2 separate regions of the Culex quinquefasciatus genome follow, and region 2 is linked to region 1. Evidence: chromatin contacts called from public Hi-C data. All regions are on one chromosome and are shown on one strand. Each heading gives the region's core, a stretch centred on a gene start, on an enhancer-like site or on the middle of the called end of the contact. The rest is flanking DNA. Distances are from core to core; before and after follow the strand shown.

Region 1 (3,444 bases), core at 95-2,594:
GCGGCGCGTTAACCGTTGCGTTGGGTTGATTCCACCCGTTTCCACGGTCAATGAGCCACCGACGAAAAAAAAGAAGGTTTGTGTTCTTCGAATTTACGACACGGCCACAAATGTTTGGACCAGACAGTGCAATTCGCGAGGGCAATTGGGCAGGTGAGACGCTGTAAAGTGGAGCAAAACGCTGCAAAAATTCGGGCACCGTTACAGCACATAACCTCCGGAGTCGTAGCTCGGGCTCGGGCCTGTCAATATTGTTTGAATTTATGGCCAATCTAGCGTGAGCGAGCGGGTCTCCTCCGATAAGTGAACAGTTCCGATAACGATCCCAAATTGTTATAGCTTCATTCGTCCGTTTGCGCGGAGGTAGAGTGGAGAGACCCTGCCCCGACTACTACAGGTGTGTCTCGGCTATTGACGTACAAACACACGCGTGAAGGCCGAACGGCAGCGCCACCACTACCACAACCCACTGCGTCAAAAATATTTGGCAGTCTCCGCTACGCGCAAGGTGTGTACACGGGGCTCTTAATTACATCGTAAAGATCGGCCCGATAATCTCGCAGCGAAGACACACTAGATCCTGGATAGACCGTTCCGGAATAACTGTGTCATTACCTCGAATCTCCGCGACAGCAGCGACCGCTACCGTGTTAAGGTTCCAAATTCTTCCACGAGTTCCGAACTGTGCGGCGAACGCGGCGCGCTATCAACGTACAAGAATCTTCGACCTGAAAGCCGGCTCTCGCCGATATCTTCACGGCGGATCTTCGCCTATTCACACTGAACGATTATTGAGGCTGTCACTACACTTGTCACTGCAATCAAACTGACCTAACTGGAGAGCGTAACGCGCACCCGTAACGCCCGCGTAAGGTTCCGGCTTCCTGGTACGGACACCCCGAACGGACTACGCGCGTGGAACCATATGGCGAAGGAGCTGTCCCTGGGCGAATCGGAAAATCTCAGACGTCAAACTCTGCTGGAACACAGGAAAGGACAGAGGACAGACCCGTTGAGCCTAGGTCTGGAGCATTGTTTTTGTTTGGATTGACCGAGCTGGCACGGATTCCAGGGGGGGCACCTAGAACGCGAACGCGTCAAATCCCTGGCGTGAGTGTGAGTGTGTGATGCAAAAGTGCAGTGTGCGGGCAAAAACCGAACTTTCCAACATAAAAGCGCGCAACCACGACAACGGTCTTAGACCGACTGAAGCTAGCCCCCGTAGAGGTACGGCTGTGCAACGCACACTACCGTAGCGCGCGCCCACACGGCACGGATCCACCGTTGTGCATCCAGAATGTGGCCGCAGCCGGAGCAAAATGTGCAGAACCCCCTCGTGCCTCACGATCTGAACCTGGTGTGAGAGGTTCGCCGAAAGAGGAAGTAATCGCAACCTGCCCGCCAAACCTGTATTAGTGCCACGAACCTCCTATCTACACTGTAAACACAGTGCGCAGCAGAGGCACAATAAAAACACGGCACGACGCGCCGTAACGCACACAGTCAAACCCCCGCAAAAGGGCGTGGTCACGCCGTATCCGTACGCAGCACCAACACAACCGTACCCCCAAACGGGGCGTCTCCCAGCCAAAACCGGTCTTGTCGTGCACACGAACGAACACAGTGTGCAACGAACGCGCCGAACAAAAAGGGAATTTCGCTCTCGCAGCCTACTCCGATGTTGCATGGCTGTGTAACGCCGCCGTCTGGTGCGACACACGAGGTGTCGGTACGATGCGTTCGCCGATGACAATGAACTAATTGAATTGTGTTGTATCGATGGATCTCGTTGTGTTGTACACCGGTGTCCTAACTGGAGGAGTTTGACAATGTGCGCGCGGCACCTCTCGAATTAGAGGGCTAGCAGATGTCCCCGAGCTCCGTTCAAGTGAGTTCCCCTCCCTCAACAATAGGGTTTGAACTTCATCGAGTCGGGTGAAGCGTCGTTCGCCTTCTTGTTAGAGTGTCTCCAAGAAGAACAGAGCAGCAAAAAAAATGATGAGTTCGCACAATGTGTCTGATTGACAGCGTGTCAAGCACCACGCAAGGGTAGAGAGTGTAGGTGGGCTGTGGAAGTGTCTTCAGCGAGACCAGCAGCATCGATAGCCTCGTATGCAAGAGCCTACTGCGATGTTATGGATGAAAACAGGAGTCAGCAAACGCGTGCGGGATGTAACGTCGCGCAGAACACAGCGCTCGGTTGATGAAGAGTTGTTACTCCAGACACGTCCTTATTCGGTGGCGTTTTGCCACTTTTGGCGTGGAAGGGGGTAACCGCAGGAGAATGGAATGGATCTAGATTGAATGGGGAAGGAATGAGAGACAAACTTGCCAAACCTGGACTGATTTTCATACCATAACGCAATTTAGGGCCAAAAGATCGTAACCAGAGTTTTTTTTAATAGGTATAGGACCAAGAACATATGAAACACAATAGCTTATAGGACCTTTTAAAAAAAACTCTGAAAATAAACTACTCAAACTCAACAAATTAGCGGGATTGTTCCATGAGATGCATGAATCTCTGAGATTCTTTACATTCAAATAATCCCCTAAGTTGACTTTTCACTTTTCAAAAATTATATTTAAAATCAAAATCAGAACAAAAAACTTTTTTTTAATTTAACGGGAACTATCCACTCAAATAATGAAAACTCTTAAAGTTTAACAGGACTCAGAAAAAACTGTACCGTAAAACGGGGTGACTTTGATAGGTTTGCGATTTTTCCGCAAAATGAAGAGTACATTTAAAATACGTAAGGAATGGTTCAGAAACATACTGACCGTGGTAGAGAAGTGTTCAAAGTACTTCAAGAAGAACTTTTCATAAATTTTTGAAAGGTTTATAAAGTTAGTTAACTATAGTTAAGAAAATGTTGATGGAAGTCATTATTTTAAACTTCTCAAAGTGTCATGATTTTCTCAATGATCATGATTTTTAATCGGAAAATGGAATGCATTTTCGGATACTTTGAACAATTTTCCACTAGGAGAAGGTTAAATAAGTTTGTAAATAATAAATAATATGTGTTTTTTAAACACACTCAAAATTTATAGGCATTTTCAGTTGAACAAATTTCATGTAAAATTGAAAACTTGTGATTCGTGCTTCGAATTCAGTATAAAATGCAATAGAAATCGATAATTTTGTAAACAAAACTATTTTTAACAAATTTCAGGCGAAATTTCGACTTTTTAATTTTACCTAAAATTTATATGTATTTTGTTAAAAAGCTTATAAACTTAGTAAACTTAACATAAACATTGATTTTTTTCTTACAAATTATCTCAGCTACTTTAGTGATGGTACATTTAATGTACAAATAAAGTTTGAACATCTTAAATATGATTTTAACAAGAAAAACTATGACTATCAAAGTCACCCCGGTATTAAAACTAAGAATTTTTAACGTAACTATTTTTCCAAACACTATTGAAAAAACC
Region 2 (3,714 bases), core at 282-2,781, 450 kb before region 1:
CAAATTCTTGGAAGATTTGATTTAACTAGTACGCTGCGAGATTGATTAGCCGATCGCAGGAAAAGATTTTTCGTTCTGCTACAACTTGCTATTACTGCCAATTTTCTGGGCGATTTGTAACACGATGTTCGATAACTGACATTAAATGTAACGTCGGTTGATCATGCCATCAACACCGGTGCACTCGTGCAAACTCGTGAAAGGTAAATATTTTTAATCAACTCAACACTGTTTGTCTCAAAATTGCCGCGTTAAACGCGTTGCACCGTTTCCTGCCCGGAACTCCTACACTTTACGTCACACTACCCGCTTCCAATGACACAAACCCCGCAACACCAACCGCTCTGATTTGAATACAATCCCCGCGATGCACAATCGAGATTATCAGCTTCGAAAATCAAATTACGCCGCCGTCGCCACCGTCACACTCACCGTGCGTTCCGTATCCGGTCGGGTAGTACCGTCGGTGGGCTGCGGCCGCCGCTCCGTTCTCGAACCGATAGAACGCGTTCATGTCGGACGCGTCGCCAACTCCGGCCGCCGCCGCCGATTGCTGACCGAGCGAAGCGGCCGCAGCCGCCGCTGCAGCTGCCGACGGCCCCAGCGAACTCTCGGCGGCTAGCCGCTGGTTGTCGTACCAGCCGCGAGCCTCCACCGCCGATGCATCCATCATGTTGACTTGGGGTTTTTTGTTAGTCTTCTTGTTCTACACTGCACTTTTTCTGGTTGTTGTGGATTCTTGGTCCACTTCTTCTTCCTCTAGCTTTTGCCGAGTACCACTTCACTTAGTCGCTAATCAATTCTTTGTTTTCCGGACGGCTTCGTCTCAGCTTGCACAACGGAACTGCTGCTGGAGCGAGCCCGCTGGATGCTCTTCACCGTGAACTCGCTTGCATCCAGCATCCAGCTCGTCGGCCGTTTAAATCGTTTCAGCTTGCTGGCGAACGGCTCGGTACGCACTTTGCATAAGCGCCATATCTCGGTGTTTGCACCACTGCTGTACGGCGGGCTTGACCAACTTCACCAACTTCCACACGTCAACCCACGAATCTATTCAATCCAGTGTTTGATGACACTCTGCGCTGCGGCGTCTATTCACGATTTTAATGGATTAACACTTAGCATGATTAAAGGCGAAACGGATCGCCTGGCAATCGTGCCCACTCAAATACCCCTTCCTGGACACAAATACACACTCGTCGAATCTTCCTCGCGCGCGCAATCGGAGCTCCCGCAACCCAAAGGATACCGTCACACTGCTCCGGGAGATAGATGTTTATCCCGAGCGCTCACTTTGTTTTGTTTGCTGCGTGCTCAGGTTCCGTACACCCCCGAAAACCCCGAAGATTCGAATCGCGCAAGGTGTCTCTGAAGAAGCAACGCCACAAAGAAGAGAGGAGCGCGACGATCGTGTCCTCAGCTACCTTCGAAAAAACGCTCGAAGTAAACGCTCGCACAACACAGGAAAAAAACCGCGCAACCACGACGACGGCCTGGGGTCGACTGAAGGCATTAATTGTTGAACTATGGTTGTGTAACACACCTACCCATTCAGACCGAGGGAGACCGAGCCCGCAGCAACCCACACAACGGCACCACAACACACCAGCAAACCCAGCACCAGAAGCCCGTGCAAGCAGCCCAGCAACCAACACCGAGGCAAAACGCCAGTCACGAACACATCGATATCGCAGTAGGCTACCCCGACTAGCAGCGAAACCACCGCGCTGCACCGGAGCACCAGCGAAACCGGCTGCTACGGTTGGAACTGAACGAACTGGCAAAAGGGAACATCGAATCGAAAGGGGCGGAGCGCCAGCGCACGTCACATCACATCGGCTCACCGTTGCTCTTCGCCGTACACGTTTGCTTGTGTTGGTCGAGGGCGGAGTCTGACGTATTCTCTTTTCTTTCTTGTTTTTCGCTGGTAATTTCTTCTACGTTGTTTTCTCCCGTGCGTTGGAGGACTCGCTGTGGTTGAGCTTTCCTGAAGAGGACCTCGTTTGTCTGTCTGTTGATTCGTTGTGTGTGTTGAGCTTGTGCAGTGACATTGGCCAAGTTGCAGTCGCATAATGAGGAGGAAACGACGTTTCACCCCCGCTTCGGACGACAACGTTGTTTGACATGTAGCAGCTTGATGCGTCGTGTCGTCGTCGTCGTCGTCGCAACGGACAAGAAGAGGACTCGTCGAAGAAGGGGGAAAATGGAAAACAATAAGATTTTCGTTTCGTTTCGTTTTGTTCAAACTGTCAGAGTGGGAAAAAGGGAAAACGAAAGGGGAAAAGAAAGGGGTTCTTTTTGTGGTGGCGATGAAAATGTGTGTTTTGACTGTCGAATGTGTTAATTTTGGGCAGCCCAGGCAAACAATTGTCCAGAAAAGGAAGACTTTCGGTGTCCAATTGAAATGAAAATTCATGCGGCAAAGACATTGTGTTCGAGGGTGGTGGCTTCTGAGGTGTGATTCAAACGTTTTTTTTTTGTTCCGGAGGGAAAAAGTGGCGTCTTCTGGCGTCGTTCCGCGTCGGTATAATCGGGTACAATTTTACGCGCCATTTAATTACAAATTTTGTTCCCCCGCGGGGTGTGTGTGGTGTGGGATGACGAATAAAGTGCGGCCATAGTATAATGCTGCAGTCTTAAGTGGTGAATAGAAGCGTGGTTTTATTTGATTTTTTAATTTTTATTTTTTGGATTGATGTGAACGCGGGAGATGTGTGTCAGAGTGTGCGCTTTATTTTTATTAAATTTGGTGAAATTTAAGTGTGCTGGGCGGTAAAATTTTACGGCTCGCTTGTAAAGTTTATGGCGATGGTTTTAGAATTAATAAGTTAATATCAAACGCTGCTTGGTTGCCGACGGTGAACAACGAGACGATCTAGTGTTTATTTTTGAAATTAATGCACTTGTGAGCAAATGATTCAAATTGAATTATTGTTATTTCATGTATAACGACCGTTTGTTTCTGCTAAAAGAGCATAACAATACAAATTTAAGTGTGTATTCGCTGTAAAATTTTATTTCAAGTTTACAATTATTACAAATTGACCTTAAAACAACTTTAATATTTCATTCCAATTTGCAGCAATTCAATTTCATCGTTTTAATTTGTTTTTTTTTATTTTAACTAATAAAGTTAACGGGTTGAGTTAAAGTAATATTATGATTAAGGCTACCAACTCTTGCTGAGCAAAAATCCGTACACTTTGCCGATATGACACCATGGTATAAAAAAAACTGTCAATGAATTATTAAGATAAATTAAATTTAATAAATTTGAGAATTAAAAATATAAAACTGTGTTGTTTTTACAGCTAACAAATTTCACAAAATACTATCAGAGTGCTTATGACTTGCACGTTTAAAAGTATTTATAAAATAAACCGTGATTTGAATCAAATCATTATGTTCTTCATTTTTTTTTGTTAAACGTTTAAAAGTTTACGAAATGTCAAGTTTGCTTTCACGAATAATATCGTTCTTAGTGTTTTCGCGAACACTTTTCCAGAGTTTTTTTTATTGAAAAGATCCTATAACATGTGAAACACAACAGTTTATAGGACCTTTAAAAAAAACTCTAGATTTGTTAATTCAAATGTTCAAATGTTTTCACAAGTTTTAGAAAGCCTTTGGAAATGGATAAATATATTTAGTATGAAATTTCTAAAAGAACAATTCTAGAGTTTTTTTTTAAATCCTATTTACATATGAAAGACA

Evidence for each region. Hi-C and Micro-C count contacts between places; a contact is called where the count stands out from the background.
Region 2: a Hi-C map of whole body shows a contact between it and region 1, with 9 times the contacts expected there. The contact joins the promoter of LOC6049260 here to the promoter of LOC6040673 in region 1. A contact is called at or near these places in 2 of 2 Hi-C or Micro-C datasets (both in whole body).

What each region holds. Positions count from the first base shown.
Region 1 is chr1:42,257,439-42,260,882 of VPISU_Cqui_1.0_pri_paternal, reverse strand. It overlaps LOC6040673 (GATA-binding factor C), which reads right to left and starts at 1,344. Exons shown (of 8, transcript XM_038252301.1): 1 at 616-1,344.
Region 2 is chr1:42,703,734-42,707,447 of VPISU_Cqui_1.0_pri_paternal, reverse strand. LOC6049260 (transcription factor GATA-4) reads right to left here and starts at 1,531. Exons shown (of 7, transcript XM_038266851.1): 1 at 433-1,531. The coding sequence starts at 673.